5 separate regions of the Mus musculus genome follow, and all the other regions are linked to region 1. Evidence: chromatin contacts called from public HiChIP or PLAC-seq data. All regions are on one chromosome and are shown on one strand. The core of a region is the stretch at or near the end of the contact, and the rest is flanking DNA. Distances in the headings are between cores, read along the strand shown.

Region 1 (5,692 bases), core at 1,349-3,848:
AGCTCTGCCTCTAGTGGCAGGGACTTGTGGAATTTCCCCATCTATGGTGGCATGTCTACTGGTGTTGTCATTATGCAGGGGTTTTTCAACCAACAACATTATTGAGATTTCATAGATCCAATTTCCCTTCCATGTCTAGAAATCATGATCCTGAAGTCCATGTCCTGATCTGGTGGCTTGTACAGTCTTTCTTCTTCCTTGTTTACTTCTTGTTTTTGTTTGTTTGTTTTTTGTTTTTCTGCAATACTGTTCCAGGAAAGGTAAATAAAAATTAGGATTTTCTCCTCCATGGTTTTTCTTTTACAGTTTCTGATTGCTTATTCAAAATATAGGGAAATTGACTGGAGATGCAGCTCAGCCTATAGGGTGCTTGTCCAGCATACCCAAGATCCTGGGTCTAGTCCCCAACACTGAAGAGAGGGTAGAATCCATCTCTTGCCTTAGTCATTGTTGATGCCCTTATCTAACTTGTCTTGTAATTTTCCCCGAGCTTTATATGTGAAGTTGCATTGTAGATGTATCAACAGGGGAAAGCCCTCCCCCTTTAAAAGCAAACAAATAAACAGGCAAAAAGCTGGATAATGGCAGTTCACCCTTGGATGTCTTCTGTTGGGCAGCTCTGGCTTACCATCTTTACTCTGTTCTCAGGACCTCTGCCTCCTTATCAGGATTTAATGAACTGTTCTACTTTTGAACTCACTTGTCCACTGTTTCTGTCTGACTGGGTTTCATTGGTAGGATCTGTGGGATAAGAACTCGATGTTGGTCTCTGATTTTGAGAGCTCCAACATTTGTTGATTTTTCTGGCACCTTTGCATCAATACCAAGTCCTCCTGAGTTTATTGGCTAGACAGTTATAGCCCTCAAAGAGAATATCCCAGTCACACTACAGGGGAGGGGTTCCTGAGGAGCTGAGAGATACATTTTTTTTTTTCATCAGTGGTGGAGCTGCCTAACATTGCTCATACTTTAAAAAGAAATCTCAATGGTCTGGATAATTATACTCATTGGTTCTCTAAGGGGTAGAATCCATTCCTTGCTTTAGTCATTGTTGGTGCCCTATTTCACTTGCCCTTGGAAAAGTTCACAAGACACATGGTGTTTGTGTGTGTGTGTGTGTGTGTGCATGTGTGAGTGCATTTAAAAAGTATAGTGATAGCAGGGTTTGGTGGCACACACCTTTAATCCCAGCACTTGGGAGGCACTTGGGAGGCAGAGGGATTTCTTAGTTCGAGGCCAGCCTGGTCTACAAAGTGAGTTCCAGGACAGCTATACAGAGAAACCCTGTCTCGAAAAACAAAACAAAACAAAACAAAAAAAGTGTAGTGATGGAAAATATGAAAAAAAATCTTGGTTTAACTTATAGCTATAGTCATAGTCGTGGAAATAAACATTTACTTAACTTAAAAATCATTATAGCTGGGCAGTGGTGGCACACGCCTTTAATCCCAGCACTTGGGAGGCAGAGGTAGGTGGATTTCTGAGTTCGAGGCCAGCCTGGTCTACAGAGTGAGTTCCAGAACAGCCAGTGCTACACAGAGAAACCCTGTCTTGAAAAAAAAAATCACTATAAAATATACAATGTGAATATTCAGTTAAGGCCACCCAGTTGTTAAAACTGAGAGTAAATGTGATGGTTTGAATAAGAATGATTTCCATAGGCTCATATATTTGGAGTCACAGTTTCAAAACTTTGGAGTTTCAAAAGTCCATGCCAGGCACAGTGTCGCTGTTCATGCGTGCGTACGTGCGTGTGCGTGCGCACGCAGGTGTGTGTGTGTGTGTCTGTGTGTCTGTGTCCTGCCTATGGATCAGGATGCAGCTCTTAGGTACTGCTCCAGTGCCCACCTGGATGCTGGCATGCCTTCCCTGTCATGATGATAATGGACTAAACCTGTGAAACTGTAAGCCAGCCCAGTTAAATGATGCTTCTTTCTATAAAAGTTGCCTTGGTCATGGTGTCTCTTCACAGTAATAGTTCAGTGACTAACACAGTAATCATCTCAGGGTTTGGTTTTTGTTTTGTTTTGTTTTGTTTGTTTTTGACACTTTGTAAGATAAATGGTGATTGATGTTTAGGATGCTCTCCAGAGGCATCTTTACGATGTCTATGTGTAAGTGTATTTTTCTGTATTATGTAACTTTTTGTTAATTGAAAAGTTTGCTTTAAAGCATTTTGAGTCAACACGGTGGCATTTAACTGAAATTAGAGTATTCAGGAGGCAGGTGAATTCTTATAAATTTGAGGCCAGTCTGATCTACAAAGTAACTACGACCTACATACTCTATAACGTATAGCAGTGTACTCGCGAATGTTGGGCACACTTGAATCCAGAGTAAATGAAAAGCAGTACTTTACGCTGAGTATGACTTCACCATACTAGCAATAAGCAGTGTACTTGCGCTGTTTCCGGAAGCCCCAAGCACTCTCGGAAGCAGTGGAGCACGCCCAGTTCCTCCGTGCACGCTTTCCCCTGGCGTCTTAAGATCGCCCCGCCCAGCGGAAGCCAAATCACCAATCATCGTCCGCGCATTGCCTGTCGTCATTAATGTGTGCCCACTCTCCCCAGCTTGGGGGCGGGTTCCCGGACTTGCGCGTGCGCCCCTGCGCCTTCTCCACACGCTGGTTTCGCGTCTTCCGTGCTGTGCCTTGAGGAGCGAGGAGGCTCCCGTGTAGCGGCGTCGTGGGTCCTGGCAGCCCCCGCCATGGGCAAAACGGTTGCTTCTCTGGGTCAGGGAACCCGACCCGACCCGGTGCGGAGCTTTAATCGCTGGAAGAAAAAACACAGCCACAGGCAGCACCAAAAGAAGGAGCGGAGGAAGCAGCTAAAGAAGCCGGAATGGCAGGTCGAGCGCGAGGGGATCAGCCGCCTCATGCAAAACTACGAGAAGGTGAGGTGGGCTCGGGGCACGTTCGGCGGGGCTCTGGGGAGCGAGGGTGGGTGCAGCCCGGAGGTGTTGCCGCTGTGGTGGACTTAGGGTCAGGGTGGTGTGGGAAAGGGGCGGACCCGGCCAACGGGGCCTCACTAGTGGTCTGTTGGGTGTCGCTACCCAGGTCTGACTCTTCTACTTTCCGCAGTGCTGGGAAAAGTGATAGAAATGCGGTGACACTCCGGGTAGGGACATGTGGTGCAGCAGTGGTGACAGAACAGAGAGGCAATAGTGACCGCTGTGGAAAGAACCTAGCGGATGGAGTGAGAGCCTTCAGTAGAGTGCTAGCCCAACACGCAGGAAGTCCTGGGTTCAATCCCCAGCTCCACATAAACCGGGCACATATTGAGCACTAAGGAGGTGGAGGCAGGGGGATCAGAGGTGCAAAGTCATCCAAGGCTTTATAGCAAGTTCGAGGTCAGTCAGTGATACGTGAAACTTGGTCTCAAAAATGAAATAAATAAGCTAAAATCTGGAGTGATGTAAGAAAACGCTGTTGTTCGTGGGAAATGTTTAAAATAATAGAAATATCTTTAAGTACTCTCCATGTTTTATATTCTTTGCCCCTATCTTGAGGTGTGGATGGATCCTAGTAGTCCATTTAACGGATAAGAACTGTAGAGTTTGGAGAGGATAAGAAACTGGCCCTAATTTCCCACATCTAGTAGTGTGGAATTGGAACCTAGACCTGTGTCTGTTTCCACAGCTCTCGATCTTTAAGTTGGGAATTGGCTCTGTCCCTTAGCATCATCTTTTGTTCTTTGTCTCATTGTCTTCATGGTTTTCACCAAGAATCAGTGGAAAGACAATGGAATGTGTTTGCCTCTTCCTGACATCAGCATCTTGTAGCCAGTGTTCCTAGATGAGTAGTCTCATAGTTAACACTTAGACAAGCTGGCGTGTTTTCCTGCCCTAGGTGTCTGCCCCTTAGGAATGTTACTTCTATCCATCCTCTTAAAACCCATATTTTCCAGCATTCATCTACCTTTCTCACCTTTCCAGTGAATGCCACCTTTCTAGTTTGGGATTTAATAGGTAGAATCATCCTGGAATTAAAAGTCATTACTTGCTATCTTGTAGCTTAAACAGCAACAGCAACAGCGACAACTAGATAAACTGTTCAGAGTTGGCAACATTTAAGAATTAGTTGGGGTTTTGACTTCAGATAATTTGATTCGGATTTGGCTCACCAGCTATATGACTTTGGTTACTTTTCTTACACTATTCACACCCTCCCCCCTTATTTTAAAAGGCTTAGTAGTAGTACCTGCCTCATAAGTTGTGAGGAATTAAGATAAAGTGTGGAAAACATTATTCACAATGCCTGTCATATAGAAAAAAGACAAATTAAAAAAGAGGCTATTATTAACAAATTGCTTTTGGATTTTGTTTTGAACTGTGACTAGAATTGCTTGGAGAATGTAGCCTTAGCCTGTGCTTGGTTTACTTCCGTGGAGCTGTGACTCCTTGTTTTGTTCTACCCAGAACTTTTCTGAGTTCATATCCTTATTTCTGCCTATGCTGAATGTCTTAGTTAGGGTTTTACTGCTGTGAATGAACACCATGACCAAGGCAACTCTTATAAGGACAACATTTAATTGGGCCTGGCTTACAGGTTCAGAGGTTCAGTCCATTATCATCAAAATGGGAACATGCAGCATCCAGGCAGGCATGGTGCAGGCAAGCTGAGAGTTCTACATCTTCATCTGTAGGCTGCTGGCTGAATACTGGCTTCCAGGCAGCTAGAATGAGGGTCTGAAAGCCCATACTCACAGTGACACACCTACTCCAATAGGGCCACTCCTTTTAATAGTGCTACTCCCTGTGCCAAGCTTATACAAAGCATCACATTCTACTCCCTGGCCTCCATCGGCTTGTTAAAACGTATGAGTCTATGAGTACTTGGTCGTAGCATAATAAAGAAGTACATTTGGTCCCATTTCCAAAGTCCCCATAGTTTATAGCAGTGTCAACAATTTAGTCCAAGTTCAAGGTCTATTCTGAGATTCATCCAATCACTTAACTCTAATCCCCAAAGAAAGACAGGAAACCAGCTGGGCAAACTCCAAACTCTGCATCTCATGTCTGATGTTAAAGTGGTCTTTAGATCTCAACTCATTTTCATTTATATTGATTGCAGTAAAGTTCTTTCTCCTGGGCTGGTTCCACTCTCTGTTAGCAACTTTCCTCTGCAGATATCCCACGGCTCTGGCATTTTTAACATCTTTGGGTCTCCAAGGCAACTTCAACATCACAGCTTCTTGTTTCAGTGTCTGGGATCTATACATGATGTTCTGGACTCCTCCAAAGGGCTTGGGTTACATCTCCAGCTCATAGCATTCTAGGCTCTGGTTGACTCCATTCCATTGCTGCTTCTGTTCATGGTGACCATCCCATGGTACTGGCATCTCCAATACACAGGGGTCTTCTGCTGCAACTAGACTTCACCAATAGCCTTTCATAGGCTTTTTCCATGGTGCCAAGTCTCAACTTTGCATGACCCCTTCAGTCCTCAGCTGTCAATTTCAGCTGAGGCTGCACCTTCACCAGTCGCTTTCCATGGCCTCTCACAGTGCCAACCTTCAGTTGCTCTCCATGATCCTTTTATACTTTCAAAATTGATACCCCTGGGTGATTCTTACACATTACCAAGTACAGCTGTAGCATGAGGGACAACTTTGACTATCTCTGAGAACATAGCTTCTTTGTGTTCTCAGAAAACATTTCCCAGATTTCACTTCAGTGATGCTGGTCTCTTCTT
Region 2 (5,692 bases), core at 2,179-4,678, 460 kb before region 1:
GGTGTTACAAGTATATGCTGTCATATTCTCCTGCAGCCCCTAACTGCAGGCCCTCATTCAAGCAGCAAGCACTTTACCCACTGAGCCATCTCCCTGGTTTCATCACAACTATCTTTGAAGTCATGCCTTCCAAGGACCGAAAGACCTTCTATCACCGTCCAGCAATGTGCCAAGCTGGGGGGGGGGTGTTAATATATGGAGCTTTTAGCTTCATCTAAGGCCCACATTATAGCATGTATGAACACCTATTCTAGATCAAACCAACTAAATTATTTCTATACAGAAACAGAAATCAGTCTGTAATGTGTCTAGACACCACCTAACAGGAGCTCTGCAGCAGCTATAGCCTAATGCCTTTCAGATACCTGCAGCATTCCTATCTGTGGATTTTGCTAAAAGAACAAGGAGCAGCAAAAGGGGGGAGGAAGAGGAGGAGGAGGAAGAGGAAGAGGAAGAAGAGGAGGAAGAAAGAGGAGGAGGAAGAGGAAGAAGAGAAGGAGGAGGAGGAGGAGGAGGAGAAGGAGAAGGAGAAGGAAGAAGGAAGAAGGAAGAAGGAAGAAGGAAGAAGGAAGAAGGAAGAAGGAAGAAGGAAGAAGGAAGAAGGAAGAAGGAAGAAGGAGGAAGGAGGAAGGAGGAAGAAGGAAGAAGGAAGAAGGAAGAAGGAAGAAGGAAGAAGGAAGAAGGAAGAAGAAGAAGAAGAAGAAGAAGAAGAAGAAGAAGAAGAAGAAGAAGAAGAAGAAGAAGAAGAAAAGGAGGAAGACAAAAGAAAGAAAGTCCAGCCACCAATAGTTGAATGGGTACTGATTCATTTGCCTATTACAAAGCTGGTAGCACAGATCAACAAAGTCACATAGGAACCAGTATCTTTTTCACTTTCCCACTACCTTAGCATCCAGACTTTCCTCTTCACAAGATGGTTGTTATAATACATTCCGGGTAGGAAGAAAAAAGAAAGAAGAGTGAAAGGCATGCAGCTGAGAAGTAAATCAGAGCACTGGCCCCATCTCCTGGGTACCCAGCTTCAATACCCAGCACCTATATGTTAGTCCACATCCTGTTGTAAATCTGATGCTCCCTTCTGGGCATCTGCCTGCATCAAGCCCCCAAATGGTGCTCAGACATAATGCATTCAAAACACTCATATTCAAGAAGAGGAGGAATGGGGCTGGTAAGATGGCTCAGTGGGTAAGAGCACCCGACTGCCTCTTCCGAAGATCCAGAGTTCAAATCCCAGCAACCACATAGTGGCTCACAACCATCTGTAACGAGATCTGATTCCCTCTTCTGGAGTGTCTGAAGACAGCTACAGTGTACTTACATATAATAAATAAATAAATCTTAAAAAAAAAGAAGAGGAGGAAAAGAAGGAGGAAGATGAAAAGGTGGAAGACGAGGAGGAGGAGGTAGAGGAAGAAGAGGAGGAGGAGGAGAAAAAGAAAAACAGACAAAAAGGTTGCCATGCTCTCACAGAAAGAAATTATCTTTACCCAAAAATGCCACTCCTCTGTCTCAGAGGATAGAACCGTCACTTGGTTACCCTTAAACGGAGGGGTCCTGAGAGGTCAGAGGTGAGAATGATGAGAACAGGTAGGTTGAATCTGATAATTAGGGGGTCTCATGCACAGTTATCTGAAACAATTGTTTCATGAGAGTCTGCGGCATAGAAAGTGTATGAAGGTTTGTTAAAGATAGTCTTGTGGACAAGAAATGAGGGAGGAGGGCTCTTTTGAATACGTGAAAAGGAACAAGATGGTGGAAGCAAAGAAACATCACCGAGGGGGTTCTGATTAATTAGCTTTAGGACTGAGAACACTCAAATATGGTTGTAGGCAGAGGAGTAGAAACTAATAGTAGAGCCAGGTGGTGGTGGTGGTGGTGGTGCACTCTTTTAAGCCCAGCGCTAGGGATGCAGAGGCAGGCGGATCTTTGTGAGTTCGAGACCAATCTGGTTGACAACACTAGTTCTAGGATAGCCAGGGGTACATAAAAAACCCTGTCTCAACAAAACAAAAATAATAAATAAATAAACAGGAAGGAGGGAGGAAGAAAGAGGGGGAAGGAAGGAAGGAAGGAAAGTAGGAAGGAAGGAAGGAAGGAAGGAAGGAAGGAAGGAAGGAAGGAAGGAAGAACAATTGTAGAAGGGAGACAAGATACATACCACATAAAATAAAGATTGACTAATTGCAGACAGGGGCCTAAAGATGCATGGCAGAGGAAAGAAGAGTTCTCTGAAAGTCACGCTTCTTCCTCCAAAACAAAGAAAGGAATTAAGGATGAGTGTGATAGTTAGATGTTGCAAGAAAAGAATGAAATGGTTGGCAAGAAATTTGCACAGTCCTAGCTGTCCTGGAACTCACTCTGTAGACCAGGCTGGTCTTGAACTGAGAAATCCATCTGCCTCTGTCCTCTGTGTAGCTGACACAGAGAGTTACAGGATATAATCTTAAACTTCTGATCCTCGAGCCCCATGTGGTGGAATAATAACCGTGGGCCACCATATTTGTTTTATGCGGAGTTGGGGACTAAACCCAGGGTTTCATGTTGCTAGGCAACTCTACCACCTGGGGGCTACATCCCAGTCCAGAAGAGAACACAGTAAGGTCTCACCAACATTTAAATTACGCTTCGTTTATTAGGTCTTTGGTCATACGCAAGCAGAGGGCAGCTATAGACCGAGAATAATGATGACTCGTATGAGCTTCTCAACATTTTAAGTTTTTCCCAGGCTGAAGGGCCCCAACGAGCATAGGGCTAGAACCATCCTGAAAACGCTGTGGCAAACAGCAACAGGCAATCCTTAACAGAAACTATCAGAACTAGTTCTGCAAATTTGTTTTCTTCAGAGGAAACTGTCAACTGGAATCTTCTGAGAACCCGGACACCACGAATCCACATACAGAAGCCTGACTGACTTTCAAAACTAGGGTCTTAGTCTGAAGAGAGCCTTCGCAGATGCGTGAGAGAAAATGACTCTCACTTCCCATTGGCTGACCTTTCTGGAGTTTAGCCCTTGAGTACATTTTCATTGGTTGCTATTGCTGTCACATCCTTTCGCCACACCCATTCCTTGTCCATTTCCAGCAAGATCTGCACTAGAATACGCTAAGGTCGTCTAGAGTTCTGCTACTTCCCTATCCCCTCAGCCGACGCTCTCGCCGCGCCCCTCTAGTTAGAGGCCCCGCCCCCGCACGACCAATGACCCGCCTCTACAACGTCAGTTCCCTCCCCTTACAGCTGGGGCCCGGCCCCCTGCCCGACGCAGCTGCTCTGCAAGTTAGGTTCCCGCCCCCAACTCACGATCACACCCCTACCTACGGTCCCTTCCAAACTCGTGGCCCCGCCCTCACTCTCAAGCCCCACCCCAATCAGACCAAGTCCACGCCCCCTGCCCGCGGCCCCGCCCCTCCTTCCCCAGAGGGCGGCTACCAGGCGGCGGCCGCAGCCGCAGGAAGATGCTGGAAGCGGGCGGGCGCGCGCCGCGTAGGTGCTGAAGGGACAGTTCCTTAGGCAGAACTTGCTCCTGAGCGCACGGGGCACGTAGGCGATGGAGACTATTTGGATCTATCAGTTCCGCCTTATTGTGATCGGAGACTCCACGGTGGGCAAGTCGTGCCTTCTGCACCGCTTCACCCAGGGCCGCTTCCCAGGGCTGCACTCCCCCGCCTGCGACCCCACAGTCGGCGTGGACTTCTTCTCGCGCCTGCTGGAGATTGAGCCGGGCAAGAGGATCAAGCTGCAGCTCTGGGACACGGCGGGGCAGGAGCGCTTCAGGTAGGGAGGCACCCGCCACAGGCTCTCGAAAGTGCTAGCGCTCGGTGCTCGCTTCCCCTTCGCCCCTCCCCTTCCAGGGGCGACTTCCTCCTCCGCAGTTTCTTCTTTCTTTAGTGCGGATTTCCTGCGCCCCCTTTCTGTCTCCTTTCCTGTCCGAATCAGGGTCGCCGGTCTTTCCCAGCTCTGTCTGCTCCTCTTGGCCGTTTGGGTCCCTTTGGCTCCACCGCTGCCTTCTCCCCAAACTCGACTTCGCTCGCCGTTCACACACACCCTGCCTCAGCCACCCTCCTCCTAGCACCTCCTCCAAGCCTTGACCAAGCCTCTTTCAGGCCCGGGAAATATGCCAAGTGGGGTTCCCAGGTCTGTGAAAAATCTTTAGTTCTCAGCAAGCAGAATTCCAGACGGGGTTCCAGCCCTCGGAACGGTTCACAGAGAGATGCATGCGGTAATGGTTTAAACATCTGAAAGCACCGAGTGTGGTCATCAGAAAATTCTGGGCCATGACCCTCGGGAGTAGGTCTTGGAAAACAACTAAATGCAACATCGGAGTCACTGAGACAACTAAGGGTGTGTGTTTGCATTTATAGGGTGAAGTTTCCTTTAAAAGTTTGTCACCTTTGACGCTTTGGTGTGAAAAAGATAATACTGAGGGTTGTCTGCAACCCTTCCTTTATTTCACTGATGGATTCGTAACATTCTGTATGTGACAACAGAAGAAAGCACTTTTCTAAATGGGGAGAGAGTCAGTCTCAAGTAAATAGTCTCATTCTGGTTGTTTACTGGGGAACCTGAAAGATTGTATAAAGTCGACTGGCCTTACAGAAAAAAAGTAAATGAAACTGAATTCCTTGGATAGTTGAGATTAAATCACATTTAAAGCGTATTTCCAGTTTTTGAGATCGAAGAGTACTTTGTTCTAGAGCAAAGTAAGAAAGCTGATAATGTAGGGAATTGTTTCTTTAAAAATCATATGATCGGGGCTGATGAGATGGCTTAGTAGGTAGAGATGGCTTAGAGCGCACTGACTGTTCTTCATTCTGAAGGTCCTGAGTTCAAATCCCAGCAACCACATGGTGGCTCACAACCATCCCTAATGAGATCTGATGCCCTCTTCTGGTGTGTCTAAAGATGGCTACAGTGTATTTACATATAATAAAAAAAATAAATCTTTTTTTAAAAATCACATGATCAATTGGAACTCTTGTAGGCAAGCATTTTTATATCTCTCAACAAGTACTTTTGCTTGTGAAATAAAGAACTCCGTTAAGGAACTTAACAAATGTGGCTTGCCCTCATTCAGCCAGCATCCATTCCAAGAGAGTTCAGCCTACATGTGTAAAGTGTTCAACATTCAGAAGTTTGGCTTCTAGTCAGAGTGTGATAGGACAAGCCTTTAATCCCATCACTCGGGAGGCAGAGACAGGCAGATATCTCTGTGGTCTCAAAAAAAAAAAAAAAAAAAAAGTGAGCCGGGTGTGGTGGCAGACGCCTTTAATCCCAGCACTCGGGAGGCTGAGGCAGGTGGATTTCTGAGTTCAAGGCCAGCCTGGTGGTTTTGTTTGTTTGTTTGTTTTTTTATTTCCATTCCTGGGTCTGACAATGATTCCTCGGGTACACAGAGATAACAAGGGATGTGATGCATGGTAAGGCCAGCTTCCAGAGCGGTGCTAAAGGTCATGGACTGTTTAGAATTCCATGAAGACATTGTCGTTTCCTTTTCAGTTGGCCTCCTTTGATTGAAGCAGTTTTGGTTTTTTCTTTAAAACTTGTGCTCCATCTGTAAAATGAAGACATTTTTATGATTTCTAAGACTTCTTCCGGTTCAATCACTCGTGAAATCCTTTACTGAGTCTTCCATTTGTGATCTTAATCAGAGATGATCTTGGCGATATTTCAAGGTCCGGAGGGGGAGAAAAAGCAT
Region 3 (5,692 bases), core at 2,191-4,690, 390 kb before region 1:
GAGGGAGTTCCGGGAGTATACAGGAAAAAAAAAAATTGGTGTTTCTTTGCTGAACTTTTATTCCACCTATAGCCATGTTCTCTTAGTATATCGAGAGGGATTGTACGTCAAAAAATCATATTCCTGTCTTTCAGCTGTAGCACCAATCCTTGTGAACTATCTGGATAGTGTTGTGGTTTGGCCTCTCACTGCTGCCCTGCCCACTCTCTGAGATATGGTCTTACTTAGCAGATGCTGGCATCTTAACTTCCTGTATAGTTAAGGATGGCCATGAATCTTGATCTGACTCTCTTCCATCTCCCATGTGCAGAAATCATAGACACATACCACCATGCCTTACTCAGTCCATGTCTCCATATATTAAGAAGACACTTTATAAGGCTGCTGGTTACTTTTGAGGATTGGAGAGATGGATCAGCAGTTAAAAACACTGGTTGCTCTTCCAGAGGACCCAGGTTCACTTCCTGAATTTATAAGGCAGCTTGCTACCATTTGTAACTTCAATTCCAGGGATTCTGATGCCCTTTTCTGGCCTCCTTGTGTGCACCAGGAATGGGAGTGGTGCTCGGATATACAAACATGCATACACATAAAATAGAAGATGCTTGTTAGAAATAATTGAATGTTTCAAACTAGAAACTGCCTCCTCTACCAGATTCCTTTCAATGAGGCAGTTACTAAATTCTGTGTAATTGTCTTTGTAATTGTAATTCAATTTGACTTCCCATTTAAATCTCCTTGTAAACCACAATAAGAAGTACATTTTATGTTTATGTATATTTATATATGAAATATCAGTATATATGTTTATATGGATGTCTGTTGTAATTTATTTGTACATACCTACAACAAAAGTTTTATGGAGTTATGATCATGGTTTTTGTTTTTGTTTTTTTTAAACTTATTTATTATTATATGTAAGTACACTGTAGCTGGCTTCAGATGCACCAGAAGAGGGCGTCAGATCTCATTACGGGTAGTTGTGAGCCACCATGTGGTTGCTGGGATTTGAACTCAGGACCTTTGGAAGAGCAGTCAGTGCTCTCACCCACTGAGCCATCTCGTCAGCCCGATCATTGTTTTGAGATGTGATATATTCTGCTGTTTTATTGTTTTATTTTTGTACTCTTTTGTGACACTCTTGGTTTGGAGATGGGGCCTGGCTGCCTGAGTTTCCCAAGTGCTGGGATTTAAGAGGTTTGCTACCATATCTGGATTTACTGATCTGTAATATTAAAACAAATAGTCATAGCATTTAAACCTGTCTTTACAACATTTTGAAATACAACAGGCTAGATTTTTGGGATCTGAAAATTCTGGATTGCCAATCACAACATGTTTATGTGCAACATTTGTTGGAACAGAAAACATTTAAGTGACTATGCCTTAAGCTTATCTGTTTGTTGCTTCATACGATTAAACTTAGCTGGTCTCATCTGACTTTCCTGGGCAGGTGCATGGGTGTGGGTCTAGCAGGAAGGCTCAGCTGTTAAGAAAGCACTGTTGCTGCTGAGCGCCTTCATAGGCAGTTCACAAACAGCTGGATCCAGTTCCAGGGATCTCATGGCCTCTGATGGCACCAGCCATGCTCACAGGCAAAGCTCTCATAGGAATAGCATAAAATCAATTAGTGTTTAAAGGGAGTATGTTGGTCTATGGTAGAGTGACATCCCTCCGCAGGTGGGACAGAACTTCCTACCATATTGGGCAAGAGGCTGTTAACCATGTGTGTATTATTTTTAAATGTTCATGTCTTTTTGGATTATATGTAGAATTAAAATTCTAATACAGATTTCACCAAGTAAGAAAAGTTAGCCAAAGTTTATTTTGTTTGTAGCCTAAGTTCTGTGGGTTTTTCCCTTTACTTTGGTATAGTAGTATGGTTTGTTCATTGACCCATACATTGACAGCAATCCTGCGTAAAGGTAGAGAAAGTCTACTTTCAGTGTACTTATTTTCTCTTTTCTGTTCCACAGTATGATTTGACTCATTCGTGTGCTGTAAAGCTTATAGTAGCTGTTACTGTTCTTTCTGTTTCAGCTCATGGAATGCTGTGTAAATGCGCTGGTGACCTCCTTTAAAGAGACTATTTTAGCAGAATGCCAAGGCATGATCAAGCGAAATGAAACTGAAAGTAGGTAAACTCTCACAAAGACAGAACCTTTTAAGCGGGTATCTTAAGTACATCACCTAATTAGTTGCTGTTAGGCCATTCTTGTAGATGGAGGTGCATTTTCTCCTGCATAGACCAACACTTATTGTTTGAGAAGGCTTTTGTCTTTTTTTCCTTGACGTTGAACTGTGCTTTTACAGACCAGTATAAGTTGTAGACAGTGTAGACTAGAACTGGTTATTTGACTTGTATAGAAATTTGGTGCATCTTTTTAGAAAACAAAGATGATTCAGTAGGCCTGCTGACCTGAGGTCAGACTCCAAAGCACAGGTGGTGCAAGGAAGACTCCTAGATTGTCATCCGACTTTGCCATGCTTAGGGTGTGCACTCACGCATGTATGTGCACGTGCTCTCTCACACACCAGCAATGTTTATCCTGCCCAGCAGTGCTGGCCCACAACTTTAATTGGAGCACTCAGGAGGTAGATGCAGGCGGATCTTGAGATTGAGGTCAGCCTGGACTATAGAGTGAGTTCCAGGACAGCAAGAGCTACAAGGTGAAACCCTATTTTTAAAACAGCAATTAAAAACAAACAAAACTTTTCTCTTAAATTTTAGACTAATTATAGCTACATGATACTAATAATATATTTCAAACTCCCAAGTAACATTTCTTCAGAATCTTATGACTGAAGACCTAGCTGCCAATAGTGCCTCACACCTTGGGAGGCAGAGGGAGGTAGGTGTCTTGAGTTTGAGGCCAGCTAGGGTGTAGTGAGATCATGTCACAAAATAAAAAACAGAAGGCCACAGACATTAATGAAGAAACAATTTTATTCTTATAAAGTAATTATATGAATGTGTTGTGTCCTTTCAGAGTTACATTTGATGTTTTCCTTGATGGACAAAGTTCCTAATGGGATAGAGCCGATGTTGAAGGACTTGGAGGAGCATATTATAAGTGCGGGCCTAGCAGACATGGTGGCCGCAGCTGAAACCATCACTACTGTAAGTAGTTCCAAAGCCACATCTACAATAGTGGTTGAAACAGCAGACTAGTAAATCATTCAGATTTACTTTTAAGAAAATAATTTCCCCCAAGTTTAAACCGTATTTTCTTTTAAAAGCTAATATGAAAACATTCTGTTTCCAGGACTCTGAGAAGTATGTGGAGCAATTACTTACACTGTTTAATAGATTCAGTAAACTGGTCAAAGAAGCTTTTCAGGATGATCCTCGTTTCCTTACTGCAAGAGATAAGGTGATCTTCTCTTTTTGGCCATTTTGTATAAACGCTGACACTGTAGAGTTGACTGACTGAGCAGTGGCGTCATACTGCTGAGTTGAGAACTAAGAATTCAGGAACTCAGATTTTCTGTAGAGCACAGCAGCTCTATTTTTTACATTTTGCTTAGTCTTTTTGTATTATTGTGAACTCGGATTCAACCAGGAAGCTTCTCCCTTCTTCATTTTTTCCAGGGATATTTTCCTGTGTTTTGAAGGTTCCTGCTGGTTAGATTTTTCTTCATTCTCCATTCTCCCTTTAAGACCAGCCTTGCTACACTGCTGCTCTCCATGGCTCATCCTAAGCAGAGCCATATCTGTATATAACCTCTCTCTCTCTCATCTTCTGTTTTGTTTTGTTTTTAGACAGGGTTTTTCTATGTAGCCATGGCTGACTGGAACTTAGTCTATAAACAGACAAGCTGGTCTGGAACTCAGAAATCCACCTGTCTCTGCCTCTGAGTGCTGGGATTACAAGCATGTACTCACCACCTCTGGCTGATAATTTTTCTTTAACATATATATGTTATTTATTTTGCTGGGGTGAGAGAGGGTGTGTATTCTGAGCTGTATTTGAGTATGGAGGTCAAAGGACAACTTCCAAGAGATGGTTCTCTCAAAACAAGGGCATCAGGCTTAGCAGCAGCTGCCTTTACCTGTTGAGCCACCTCTGTCCTTTGGTGGAGCTCCTGTGAGAGTTCCTTTAAAGTTAGTTGGTTTTGTGTCCCATAGGAACATTAGCATTGCATCTTCTCTGACAGTCACAGTTTTCTCAGTGAAATGGGAGAACGTACCATTTGTTGAGGATGGACACTGGAAAGAAAATGTTGGCAGTTTTAGGAGAAAGGAGATAGAACAAACTGTTGTTTAAGAAGCTGAACAGGGCAGGTAGAGGTTATGACCTCACTGGAGAGAGAATGGTGGTGGTTACATTGTGACAAGGAATGTGCTGGAATATTTGGAACAGTTACCTAGGAGGGGATCAGTGAGGTAGCTTAGAGGATGAGTCAGTTGTCATGATGTCTTTTCTCTAGAACAGGTCTAAGTAGAAGGGAGCCTCACGTCACAGCATACACGCACATGGCACATCCTGTGCCTACCACTACACCAATAATAATAATGTTTTATTTTAAAAAAATTACTAAGGCAAAAAAAGAAAAAAGTTACTGAGTAAAAATTAAAATTGAGTTGGAGATAAAAGTCAGTAATAGTGTATGTATTTTGCAGTCTTCATGCAGTTCTAGCACGACAAAAAAAATAAGTAAACTGAGAAAAATACCTGATTCAGATTTACTTGTCTCAGCGAACACGTAGTTTCTATATTTTAAATATTAAATCTCATTCCATTCCAAATTGGATTTTATTTTACAGGCATATAAAGCAGTTGTTAATGATGCTACTATATTTAAACTTGAATTGCCTTTGAAGCAAAAAGGGTAAGCTTTTAAACTTTTTTTTTTTTTAAATAATTCAAGTTTGGGGGACTATATTACACATTACTGGGCTACTCAGGGAGCATGGGGCACTGTTTCCCTGTTTGGGTTTTACTTGGGCTTGCTTTTAAGTTTAATTGTTACTGATTTGTTTAGTTTTGGAGACAAGGTCTTTAGCCTTGGATGGTCTCAACCCCCCTTTGTAGCCAGGGAGGACCTTAAAAGACTACCTAATCTTCCTGTCTCTACTTCTGAGTGTTGGGATTACAGATTCAGTGCACTGTGTATGGTTTATTCAGTGTTGGGAAATGAATTATTAGTATCCTATCCAGGGCTTTTTGTATACTAAGCAAATATTCAACCTACCAACTGAGCTACATCCTTTACCCTTTTTGTTTGTTTGTTTGTTTGTTTGTTTGTTTGTTTGTTTGTTTTATGTGTATGAGTATGTGCCTGGTATCCATATAAGTTAGAAGATAGCCTCAGATCTCTCAGAAGCAGATCTCACAAAGCTATTTGTGAGCCACCATGTGGGTGCTAACAACCCAGTCTGGGTCCTTTGGAAGAGCAGCTATTGCTACTAATCACCGAGAGCCACCTCTTAAGTTTCATATCCTTTTTATCTTTTGGTTTTTTTATTTGTCTCACTAGGTAGCCCTGACTAGCCTTTAACTTATATAGATCAGACCCAATTGGCTACAAAAATCATTATTCTTCCACCCATGCTTGGATTAAAGGCATGTGCATCACAACTGGCTTTGTCTCTTGACTTATGAGCATGTGTGTCTACAGAGCCTCCTGCGTCCAGCTCAGAAATGCTGTGGTGTTGCATACCTTACTATTTGACTTTTGTTGTTGTTCT
Region 4 (5,692 bases), core at 2,131-4,630, 320 kb before region 1:
CTAAATATAAATCCAAACTGGTAAAGTTAATGAAAATATATTTATTCAAACCTAACTGTAGGACAGACCCAGACTGAGTTATGCAAACAGTAACTGTATGCTTAGTTAGCTCCTTAGGAGTAGAACAGCTCAGTCATAGAACATTTCTCAAAATATAAATTTGTACAGTAAAATCTAGCAATTAAAAAGACATAATTTACATCTTGAAGACGTTTTTGTTGTTGTTACAGTAGGATGGATTTATTTCTTAAAGGCCCAGTACAAAAAATGGTTGAAGAAAGTGACTTTTTAATAAAATATACACCCGTAGAAAAAAAAATCCTAATATGCTGATATTTAAACAGTAAGAACTTAAGAAAACACTTCAATATCTAGGCACAATCGGTCAAGTATTAATGATAATTTCTGTCATTCCTTTAAAGTTTAGGCCAGCTTTTCAACTTGACTGTTGTTTATGAGTCAGTCCAACACAGAGAAGGCACCTCTCACTCCCCTAAGGACCTTTTGAGAGTAACTATTTATAACACTTTAAAGAACACAAGGTTCTATAGGTTATGTATGAACACAGTTATTTACACATCCCATTTCAGGGTAAACTAAATTACAATATAACTATGATTTGCATTTTTACATCTTATGATGGATATGACTTTCAAAGACACCAGAAGACAATCCTCCATATAAGCTTTTACATACAAGATTTAAATTAAATGTGCATTGGTCACTAGTATGTGAAAAAGTCTATGAATTAGTGCAATTCTTTGTATCCCCAGTGCTTAGGGAAAGTTTACATATAATCAAGAAATCTCGACTACTACATAACTCAAATTTTTATGGCTCAATAGTCTAACCACTTAATGTTCTGTAAAAGATTTCAAAAAGTTGTAAGTGAAATATCAGAACACTTAATAAATGGTTTATAAAAATCTCTTTAAAACAAAGAGAATAGATGATCAGAATAAAGTATAAAACTTCAGAAATATAGTTTTTACTGAAATTTATGAAGGGTGATAAAATATTGACTCTAGGGGGAAATCATCATCCAACTGTTGTTTACTGATTAGATATTTTACTAACCAGTTGAGGTGGTTATCATTATTATTTTTTACTTAGTGGCTTATCTAATATTGGCTGAAGGTAATTTGTAAGAATAATTATCATCTTCCTCCAAAGGAGATGAGAAAGTACTCCAGAAGAATAAGCCTCGGGCGAAGTCAATCAAGACAGTGTGGGAATATTAGGTTGATTTAAGCTCTATTTTTACACAATATACACATGTACAATATACAGTGTCAAAGCTGTACAGTTTTGCAGATTGGGTTTACTTACATTTCTGCGTATGTTCTTTTAGAATACAAATATTCCATGAGAGTCTATTTACAAACTAGGAAGCTGCTTCAGAAACAGCATGACTTAGATATAAAGTGAAACCTCAGTACAGTCAAAGTGCAGGTCATGTTCGCAGTCTGTCTCTGGCCCGTTTCCTACTCGCCATCTGAAGGACACTAGTTTTAAATAGCTACTGGTCTCTGTGTCTGGGTGTTCGTTCACTCATCATAATGCAATGAGAGCAAGAATTTGTCCACATCCATTCCTGCTGGAAATGAACTAGGTAGCTTCTTTTTCTGTCAAAACAAACAAAAAAGAAGAGAAGGAAAAACAATAAACTCTAGGCCAGATAATTTTCTTAGCAAATCACCTAAAACACCGTATTAGGCTCTTTATTATTAAAATTGCATCATTTTTGAGTTTGTTAGAATTTATTTCCATAGGGAAAGACAGACAGGTTTTATTAACCCAATTCAACGTTAGTTTAGGGCAAAAGGCAAAAAAACAAATCTAGAGTATATATATGAATGTTCAGACAAGAGACATGCTTCCTTTAAAATGGTCATTTGTGTCAAATCATAAACTTACAAAACATTACCAACAGATACTGTTTTACTATACTATACTGATTTATTGTGTGCATGTGTGTATGTGTGTAAGTCAAAGGACTGCTTTTGGGAGTGTTTTTGCTTCTTCATGGTTCTCAAGAATTGAACTCTATAGTGGATCAGCCTTGAAGCTAGAGGACCCCTTTGCTAACACACATTAAAGAATACCACTCACTCACCAAGCTCCAAATGTTAAGATAGAGGAGATGCTTTTTAAAGTGTTAGCCTAAAACAGACTACAAAACCACAGGGTGAGACAATTTTAGGTTCAATGATGAGGCACAGAGGAAGAGACCAGAGACTAGACATGAACAGGCAGGCACAGGAATGGCATACACTTGATAAGAGAATTCAAACTCAGGCTTGCAGGACACCAAACCTAAAAACCACTCCTAACTTACTATACTTTCTCCTGTGAGTAGGACATTCACATGCTTTCCGTTTAATCTACTTGGTAAAACAAACTTTAAATAAATGCACTTTATTTATCAATGCTACCATCCTTGTACTGCCTTACTACAGACAACCATGGTTACAGAAAAAAACAAGAACATGAGTTTTTCTGCTCCTCTGCTAGGACCATCATTATAGACTATGGAAGGGATGGAGACCAGGAGGTGGGTTTTTTTCTTTTTTCTTTTTTTTTTTTTTTGCTTTTTTTTTTTTTCAAGACAGGGTTTCTCTGTGTAGCCCTGGCTGTCCTGGAACAACTCACTTTGTAGACCAGGCTGGCCTCGAACTCAGAAATCCACCTGCCTCTGCCTCCCAAGTACTGGGATTAAAGGCGTGCGCCACCACCGCCCGGCATGAGGTGTTTTATTTGGTAATTCATTTAATGGTTGTTTCCCAGGCTTTCACACTTTTTGTATTTCCATGAAAAATACTGGGTGATACCATGACAGAAACATTCACTTTTCCTCAGGATGATACATAGACAACTTGTATCATTGTGACTAGGAAACACTACTAAGTGTATAGTTTTGGAGGTATAGTTATCTATGTAGCTGCAGCAAACACAACTGAACTCTCTAGATACTGAAGGGACAGGAGTAGAATTGAAATGAGAACTTTCAAACTTGCCTTGATTTTCTTCTTTTTCATTGGTACTGATGAATTAGCAAGATTTTTACCAGACGTGCGGGAGTTTCTCTCACACTCATCTAATTCCTCAATTTTCCGTTTCTTTGTAGTGCTCCTTGAAGATGTTCTAAACTGCTGCGTGTTATCTTTTAGAGGAGTTGCTGTAGTCCTAGCAATTGCTGCTCTGGAGAGAATCATGAGCGTGTGGGCAGCCATGCTCACACTGTTTTCACTGCCTGTTTCACTGGCTGGGCTGCAGGCAGGCAAGTCTGCAGTGACAGGAGGGATCATTACTCTTGGCATGCTGCCTTCTTCACCACAGCGTCTACTAGCGGGGGCCTTCATACTGTCACTAGGCTCTTCTTTATGCTTTTCCCCTGCTCCTGAGCCAGGGGTCCGGGGTACTGGCAAGTCAGTATCGGCACTCCTATTGGCTGGGCTGTGGATGGGAACATCCTGCAGTATTTCTGCCCCAATTAAAGAACTGGCAGGTTTACTCTGCTCTTGTTTTTGATCCTTCACAGTTCCACCTACAGAAGTGGCATTTTTATTGTTTGAGGGTGTGGCTTGTTTTTTGGTCAATTCCTGCAGCGAGGCTATGGCTTTTTCGTTCCTCAAGCTCCCATTCTGCTGCCCACCAGGCAGTTTTGAGGTGTCTGCATTCTTCGGCCTTTCCCCATCACCGCACAATTCATTCTCCTTGTTAGCTGTTGCTTTATGGAGAGACTCAAGGGCCACTTCTGTGGGGGAAACTTTCTTTTCAGACTGAACTTCTTTCACAGTGGTGTGTCGACTAGAGGCAGTTTCTGATTTAGATAAAATCTTGGGCACGGTTTTCTCTCTCTCTCTTTTGATGGCGTTATTAGGAGGTGGTTTTAAGGTAGAGGACAGAATGGGTGAGTCAAGATGAGAAAAGGATGCTTCCTTCTTTTCTTTGTTTTCGGAGGTCATCTTATACAGTGACCCCTGTGTATTTGCAACAGAAGAAACAGTACTATCGAAACAAAGCACCCGCCTATGACTTTCAAATGGCTTGCTGGGAGGAGCTACCCTCTCTCCTGAGAGGGAAATCGTGGTGTCTTCCATTTTTTTCCCAAGTTCAGTGGCTATATTCTTATCAGAAGCTTCAGTTCTACCGAAACGAAAATTTAAAAAAAATCTCATTTTTAGCAACCAAAATTAGTCATTTAAGCATTTTAATAGCTTATGATGCAACATATTTTATGCTCACCTCTGCGTATGACATGCTTCTGAAAGACTGGACAAGTTTGTCAAATTATTTACCTGTTTTCCTGGAATTATAAATTAATTCATTAGAAATTATAAATTAATTCTTTGTGAAAGAATATATTCTTCTGAAAGAGAATGAGTCAGATGACATTATAATGAGTTAATCAACTTATTTGCTTCTATATACTTATTTTTTTAATACTTACATTGTTTTACAAAATAGACTCACACACTCTATAGAGGAAATCTAGATACAGAACCAACGATTTGCTTTAATTTCAGGCAAACATGAATTCAACCTTCAGGGCTACAACTTTTAATGTTCCAGATAGTACTTAGTGCACCAATTCTCTCAGTGTCTCTGAATGAATAGATCCCATAGATAATGCATGCACATGACCAGGTTCCTTACAGAAAATTGGAGTTATACATGTAACAGAGACATATCCTTTTATCACATCTAGGTTAGTCATACGATACAATACAAATACCATGTTAATAGCTAATATTGTACTGTTCAGAGAAAAATGATGAGAAAGGTATTTGGCACAAATGTAATTTTTAACTCTTCAGAAATGTTCTACCTGTGGCTGGCTGAATCTACAAATGTCAATGAAACTGAGAAGGAAATTGAACTGTACTTTGATCAATATAGCTGTTCAAGAAAGCCCCTTGGGGCTGAGTGTCTGACAGTGGCACAGCAGCAGAGGCAGGAGGATTTTTGTTTGTTAAAGGCCAACCTCATCTACAGAGCAAAAAGGCTACACAGAGAAACCCCGTCTCAAAAAACAAAAGGACAAACAAAACAAAGCACCGTGGGGAAAAGGGTTATAATGAATTAGAAGTGGTGTTTGTGAGACCTGGAGTTTGGATGGAATAAAGTCAAAGTAATAAAATCACCAATGGAGAAAAAAGGGGAGAGCCACATGGATTAGAGATAGGAGTAGATTAGGTGGGCTTTTCTCCATAAAGAAGCCAGCTGGTATAGCCAGCCACACCATGCTGCTTATACACACATGGTGGCTCATAACCATCCAGTTCCTGGGAATACAGTGGCTTCCTTTAACTTTAGTGGGCAGCAAGCATGCACAATAGCCATATACATATGTAGAGAAATCTTAAAAAAGAAAAGAAAAGAAACTAAACAAAACAAAAATCCCAAAACAATAGTGATCAGAAAAGAGCACCCTTACAACACAGTAGCCAAATTTTCAAAACAAACAAACAAACAAACAAACAAACAAAAACAGTAAAAATGTGAGGGAAAAACACCAATTCACACATAGAGGCAAAAACATTAAGACATGAGATCTCTTGTCAACAGCCCTTAATTTAGAAGTTCAGGAAAGGATATTTTAAATCCTGAAAGTAAATAATTCAAAACTGCAATTGTTATACCTCTCAAATTGAAAGTAAAATTCTACAAGACAAGCACAAGTTAGTTA
Region 5 (5,692 bases), core at 1,545-4,044, 270 kb before region 1:
TTCCAATGCTGCAAATCTTTAATACAGTTCTCATGTTGCAGTGACTCCCAACAGAAAATTATTTTTGTTGCTACTTTATAACTGAACTGTAATGTTATGATTGTTATTAATCACAATGTAAATATCTGAAATAGGCAACCCCCGTGAAAGGGTTGTCGACTCCCAAAGGGCTTGTGACCCATAGGTTGAGAACTATTGTTCTGGAATATTCACAGAACATTGTGTTGAATGCTAAATTGGTGTCAAAGACAAGTGTTTCAGTTATATTTTTCTAATATGAAGTATTTTTGGTGCCAAAAGATCAGAAAATGGGTTGTTTTTGAGATTTTATGTAAAGACATAGCTAGCCAGATCGTGTGATTCTTCCTTCTGTAATTGGCAGCAGGGCCTAGTCAGTATCAGCAGTTAATTTACTTAAAAAACAATATTGAAAAGAGTGAAGATGATACTGTAGTTAGGATATAGAAAGGTATAGTATTTGCATCTTTGTTTTCTTTTATGTTGTTAAAGATTGAAAAGAATTCACAGAAATCCTTTTCTTTTTTCCTTTCAGGCTACAGATTACAACCCGATTAATATCAAAATATCCTTCCAGTTTACCTAACTGTGAGCTGTCTCCATTAATACTGATACTGTACCAGCTTCTGCCTCAACAGCGACGTGGAGAACGCATCCCATATGTGTTACGATGCCTTAAGGAAGTTGCCTTATGTCAAGGCAAGAAATCAAACCTGGAAAGCTCTCAGAAGTCAGATTTATTGAAACTATGGATCAAAATTTGGTCTATTACCTTTCGTGGTATAAGTTCTGGACAAACACAAACTGAAAACTTTGGTTTACTTGAGGCCATCATTCAAGGTAGTTTAGTTGAACTTGACAGAGAATTCTGGAAGTTATTTACTGGCTCAGCCTGTAAACCTTCTAGGTAGGTTGTATAATATTTGATTTTACATAAACACACAAATGTATCCTTGATTATTTTTGTAGTTTGTTATTATATCAGCGAAAGATATAATAAATCTTTTGTGTTTTGTTGGCCCAAAATAATCAATAATACTGAGATTTTTTTGTGAAGGACAATTTTAATTTTTTTATTTTTCATATTTTTGAGTTAGGATCTTCCTGTGTAGCCTTGGCTAACGTCTATGATTGGCTGACCTTGCACTTAAGACATAGGCTGCTTATGCTTCCTAGATGCTAGGTTTAAAGATGTGAGCCATGTCCTATCTTTTTATTTTTAAGACCAGTTTTCGGTATAGGATTATAAATTTTAAATTCTTGACTATAATTTATAATTATTCAATATTCATACACATTCTTGTAGCTCAGTGCATTTTTATTGGACAGTTATATGTATGAGTGCTCTATCTATATGTTTACCTGCATGCCAGAAGAGGGCATCAGATCCCATCAGATCCCAAGATATATATATATCTTGAGAGAGAGAGAGAGAGAGAGAGAGAGCATCAGATCCCAAGAGATATAGATATATGAATGAATGATTGTGAGCCATAATGTGGTTGCTGGGAAGTGAACTCAAGACCTCTGAAAGAGCAGGCAGTGCTCTTAACCTCTGAGCCATTTCTCCTGCCCCCGGGACAAAAATTTTACATCAGAAGAGTTTTCTGAAATGTAATCTTTCTTTCCCAGCTTTGTTTACAAAATGTTCCTCATATTGCCCTGAGCATGATAGACTTAGTGAGTGCTAAGCAGCAGAGGTAAAGCGTCTGCCCTCCAGAGAGCTTGCTGCTAACAGTCTCCTTGTGTTTCTTTGTAGTCCTTCAGTATGCTGCTTGACTTTGGCACTTAGCATCTGTGTAGTTCCAGATGCAATAAAAATGGGAACAGAACAAAGTGTGTGTGAAGCAAATAGAAGTTTTTCTGTAAAGGAGTCAATAATGAGGTGGCTCTTATTCTACCAGTTAGAGGATGACTTAGAAGACAGCACAGAGCTGCCTCCAATTCTTCAGAGGTAATTCTGCTTTTTTTGGCATACTCCTGCATTCTTGTTTTGCTCTGACTCTGCATGTTTTCTTGTTTAATTTTATAAGGCTCTCTCTACATATTTGATATCAGATAGCTTTATTTTATGCTCACAGTGCAGAATTTCCTGGAGTTATCTCTAAAATATTACAAATCATCTGTATCTTTGTGCTGGATCATTTCTGAAATGCAAGGTTAACTCACTGTAGGATATGGGAGATTTTCATGAAGGATAGACACATAATTGTTTCTTAAAAATTTAACATTTATAAAAAGTTTTCATATTTGTGATATGACATCTAGTATTTGATACACACATGCATTGTAAAATGTTTAAATCACCATTAATATATTATCTTCTTAAGTAGTTGTAATCTTCTTATGAGGAACACATTGAAAACCATGGTTTCTTTTAAAAGAAAAAAAAAACACCGAATTTTTCATGATTACCTACTCCATTGTAGGACACTAAAATGTCTTTCTTTCATTAAATTTAGCATCTGTTTTTTGGGGTTTTTTTCCTTTTTTTTCCTTTTGCCTGTTGGTTTTGTTTGTTTGATTGGTTGGTTTGGTTGGTTTGTTACATGGTCTCACTGTGTAACTCTGATCTGGCTTGGAACTCCCTATATAGACCAAGACTAAGCTAGCCTCTTATAGGAATTCCCCTACCTCTGCCTCCTGAGTGCTAGGATTAAAGGAGTGTGCTACCACACCTGCTCTGTAGTGTTTCTTTGTGACACTATTGTAGTTTTACACTCTACTGGCCTTTGCTCCAAGAGCAGCAGGCTAACAGCCCCCTCCTGGCTTCCCATTTGTTCTACCCACCTTTGCTCCAGGAGGTGGGCTTTGCTACCAGGCCCCACCCACTTCCTTTGAATCCTTGGACAAAAGACACACACAGTTTTTTTTTCCTTTTCAACTTGCCTTAAGACACAATTGCTGGGCACTGCTATGTCCTGCCTGGAAAAGCATGTCCTTAATAATATTTTTATCTCTACTCCTCCCACCTGCCCTAAACTTCACTGGCTGGTCTCACATAGCCCCTGGCCACCCACCTGTAGTACTGACCACAGGCCCAGCTCTTCTTGAAACCTCACATGGTTACTGGCTTCTCCCTCCAAAGCATAGCAAAAGCTCCTCTTCTCCTTCCTTGCGTCTGCCTTTTCCTCCTGAGACCTCCTGAGACCCGGAAGTCCCGCTTGTACCTTCCACTCAGCAATTGGCCCCTAGCTTTCTTCACTGACAGGTCAAGAGCCAATTGAGGAACAGGACCTTAGCTTCAGGTCCGCCCCCTTCATTCTATATCTTATCTTATTCCTTAATCATAATGGATATCGAGAAATTTGATACATGAATGATGAGAAAACAAAGTAGGGCTTAAGCCCTAGGACTAGCCCAGTTTACTGTTCCCCAGGAGGGTAGAGCATAGTGTTTTACCTTTAGTTCATAACCTTTTATCTCAGAAATATTGTTAGGGCAGAGGGTGCTGGAAAGATGGCTTAAACAAGAACAAGCACTTGGCTGCGTTCAATTCTTAGCACCTACATGGAAGCCCACAACTGTGAGCATCTACTCCAATTTATATGTGTCTATAACTCTAGTTTCAAAGTATCTTGATGCCTTCTTTTGGCGATTTTGTGCATCAGGCACACAAGAAGCATAGACATTGATGCAGGGAAATTCACATAACAACAATAAATAAACAATCCAGAAAAAGAAATCCTGCTTTTAAAATTATATGTAACCAGCAGTTTTAGAAACCATAGTACATTGCTCTAACCTCTTTAATAAACTTTCAATACTAGTGATTCAGGACAAATGAAAGCATTTTTAGTGTGGAATCTGAATTTTAAGGATCATAATTGGTAGCTATATATACATGCATATTAAAGTTCTTTTTAATGGTGTATGGTCTTTTAAGTAAAGTTTTTTGTTTTCTTTTTTAGTAATTTTCCTCATCTTGTAGTCGAAAAAATTCTTGTAAGTCTCACTATGAAAAACTCAAAAGCTGCAATGAAGTTTTTTCAAAGTGTGCCAGAATGGTATGTTATATAAGAAAGTATGTGATGTTTTGAGATATAGTATTAATAGTATTAATTAGAAAGATAATTCTATCATGGTGGGAGTTCATCTTATTAGTAATTTTGATATAAATTGGTCTGATTGAAGAAATATCACAACAGCTAAGCAGAAAGAAGTTTTTTATTGGTGATTATAATTTATGTTCTATTACTTTAGATGAAGGTTACCATTTTATTGCTGTATATTATAACATGTCTAACAAGTGTTAAGAGAAAAAAAGCTGAACAGCTATGCAAAATTAAGAACATAAAATTTATGTGAAGTGAGTTTTTAGTAGGGACCCACTGTTTGTATGTTGACTAAATTTTATTAAGTTTTAAAACGTGCCAGTGAGATTGCTTAGCAGGTAAAGGCATTTTTCAATCCTGATAACCTGAGTTCAGTCCGTGGGGCCTGAGACTCACCGGCTGGAAGGATGAACTGACTCTTGACAAGTGTGACAAGTGCATCTGGCGTGTGTGTGCACACACAGTCACTCACTCCATCTCACTAGCTAAATCCATGGCAGAACAAAGGAAAAACTAATGAGAGTTGGCTATCATTATGTTCTGTGGTCCAGACTCTGGGAAGCTGAGGCAAGAGAATTTTGAAATCATAAGTTGAAGACCCTCCTGAACAGTGTAACTAGAAGCAATACTGAAAAGCAAAGCTTAATTTTAATTACAATGTGAAAATATTTAAAAACTCGTTTTTAATTGATTGGCTCAGTTCATTGCCACATTTGGCACTGTGACTGAAAATAGCTCAATGATATGAGGATATCCAGTCTCACTTCTTTAAAATTAAAGTAAAATCACTAATTTTGGAAATCAGGTGAGAAGAAAGCAGATGTTTTTGGTAATTACATTCAGCTATCTAGTGTTAGTGTCTAAATATATCTCTGAATTTGTATTTGGAACTGTCACTTCTATATTTTTGTGAGTAAAATTTGCTACCAATAATGAAATTATCCAATGTCAATTCAATTTGCCATAAAAGCCCAAAGAAGAGAAGCATTTCACAGAATAACTCAAAAATCTTATTAGCAGTCTTTGAATGGTATAAATGTTTTCTTGATGATTTTATTTGTAATGTGTTGTGAACTAGTTGAAAAAATATTAGATCATGGTTTTAATCATTAATCTCACTCCTGAAGTGAACAACACTGCGAAGATAAAGAAGAGCCTTCATTTTCAGAAGTAGAAGAACTGTTTCTTCAGACTACTTTTGACAAGATGGATTTTTTAACTACTGTCAAAGAGTATGCTGTAGAAAAATTTCAGTCTAGTGTTGGCTTCTCTGTCCAGCAAAATCTCAAGGAATCATTGGATCACTATCTTCTGGGATTATCAGAACAGCTTTTAAGTAATTACTCTTCTGAGGTGAGATTTCTTAAAACGAATTCAGGTGTATTCTTGAGCATTTATGGGTTGTTAGGAAGGGAAAATGGGAGTGTGAAAGGTATGAAAGATGAGAGAGGCCTGGTTGTAAATAAACGGTGGCACAGCCCAACAAGTAGGAAAAATAGGCAGGGAGGAAAGGGAAACGATAATTTTGAGATTCTTTGTTCAGGAACTCTGTAGACAATTCTTGAGGTAGGTTAGTGGGAAGGAGTGCTGGTGTGAGTCTAAGAACTTCATGATGGGAT

The links. HiChIP or PLAC-seq counts read pairs in DNA pulled down with a chosen protein or histone mark.
Region 2: a contact with region 1 is called in an H3K4me3 HiChIP or PLAC-seq map of the 230-238 cell line, with 18 read pairs. The contact joins the promoter of Rab39 here to the promoter of Ddx10 in region 1. A contact is called at or near these places in 5 of 39 promoter capture datasets (hippocampal neurons, liver, neural stem cells and 2 more), 3 of 115 datasets of contacts at active chromatin or transcription factors (the 230-238 cell line and large pre-B cells) and 1 of 9 other capture datasets (liver).
Region 3: a contact with region 1 is called in an H3K27ac HiChIP or PLAC-seq map of microglia, with 4 times the contacts expected there. The contact joins the enhancer-like site here to the promoter of Ddx10 in region 1. A contact is called at or near these places in 12 of 39 promoter capture datasets (the C10 cell line, the HPC-7 cell line, HPC-7-derived erythroid cells and 8 more), 4 of 484 Hi-C or Micro-C datasets (cortical neurons, embryonic stem cells and liver), 5 of 115 datasets of contacts at active chromatin or transcription factors (the 230-238 cell line, embryonic stem cells, intestinal crypt epithelium and 1 more) and 2 of 9 other capture datasets (adipose tissue and liver).
Region 4: a contact with region 1 is called in an H3K27ac HiChIP or PLAC-seq map of embryonic stem cells, with 4 times the contacts expected there. The contact joins the enhancer-like site here to the promoter of Ddx10 in region 1. A contact is called at or near these places in 7 of 39 promoter capture datasets (the 3T3-L1 cell line, the HPC-7 cell line, HPC-7-derived erythroid cells and 3 more), 1 of 15 datasets of contacts at CTCF or cohesin (the NIH/3T3 cell line), 5 of 484 Hi-C or Micro-C datasets (the AML12 cell line, cumulus cells and embryonic stem cells), 7 of 115 datasets of contacts at active chromatin or transcription factors (the SCID.adh cell line, bone marrow-derived macrophages, embryonic limb bud and 2 more) and 2 of 9 other capture datasets (adipose tissue and embryonic stem cells).
Region 5: an H3K4me3 HiChIP or PLAC-seq map of embryonic stem cells shows a contact between it and region 1, with 17 read pairs. The contact joins the enhancer-like site here to the promoter of Ddx10 in region 1. A contact is called at or near these places in 17 of 39 promoter capture datasets (3T3-L1-derived adipocytes, the C10 cell line, the HPC-7 cell line and 11 more), 2 of 15 datasets of contacts at CTCF or cohesin (pro-B cells and stem cell-derived epiblast-like cells), 21 of 484 Hi-C or Micro-C datasets (the Ba/F3 cell line, the C10 cell line, the HPC-7 cell line and 11 more), 22 of 115 datasets of contacts at active chromatin or transcription factors (the 230-238 cell line, CD8 T cells, the SCID.adh cell line and 13 more) and 4 of 9 other capture datasets (adipose tissue, embryonic stem cells, liver and 1 more).

Annotation. Positions count from the first base shown.
Region 1 is chr9:53,245,018-53,250,709 of GRCm38.p6, reverse strand. It overlaps Ddx10 (DEAD box helicase 10), which reads left to right and starts at 2,598. Exons shown (of 18, transcript NM_029936.2): 1 at 2,598-2,892. The coding sequence starts at 2,707.
Region 2 is chr9:53,703,968-53,709,659 of GRCm38.p6, reverse strand. Rab39 (RAB39, member RAS oncogene family) reads left to right here and starts at 3,428. Exons shown (of 2, transcript NM_175562.3): 1 at 3,428-3,771. The coding sequence starts at 3,545.
Region 3 is chr9:53,631,414-53,637,105 of GRCm38.p6, reverse strand. Cul5 (cullin 5) reads left to right here. Exons shown (of 19, transcript NM_027807.4): 8 at 2,041-2,134; 9 at 2,991-3,121; 10 at 3,267-3,374; 11 at 4,769-4,833. Among named protein-coding and RNA genes, the nearest start is that of Gm22304, 5.7 kb to the left of the region's middle. Within about 2 kb of position 3,440, at least 7 of the 459 cell types and tissues checked have an H3K27ac peak or open chromatin away from gene starts, as enhancers often do. A contact at or near this core is called in adipose tissue and microglia, where this site is marked.
Region 4 is chr9:53,568,504-53,574,195 of GRCm38.p6, reverse strand. Npat (nuclear protein in the AT region) reads right to left here. Exons shown (of 18, transcript NM_001081152.1): 16 at 4,249-4,309; 17 at 3,018-4,149; 18 at 1-1,625. The coding sequence ends at 1,548. Among named protein-coding and RNA genes, the nearest start is that of Npat, 34 kb to the right of the region's middle. Within about 2 kb of position 3,380, at least 6 of the 459 cell types and tissues checked have an H3K27ac peak or open chromatin away from gene starts, as enhancers often do. A contact at or near this core is called in embryonic stem cells, where this site is marked.
Region 5 is chr9:53,511,438-53,517,129 of GRCm38.p6, reverse strand. It overlaps Atm (ataxia telangiectasia mutated), which reads left to right. Exons shown (of 63, transcript NM_007499.3): 10 at 554-925; 11 at 1,778-1,972; 12 at 3,930-4,025; 13 at 5,201-5,426. Among named protein-coding and RNA genes, the nearest start is that of Atm, 22 kb to the left of the region's middle. Within about 2 kb of position 2,794, at least 13 of the 459 cell types and tissues checked have an H3K27ac peak or open chromatin away from gene starts, as enhancers often do. A contact at or near this core is called in embryonic stem cells, where this site is marked.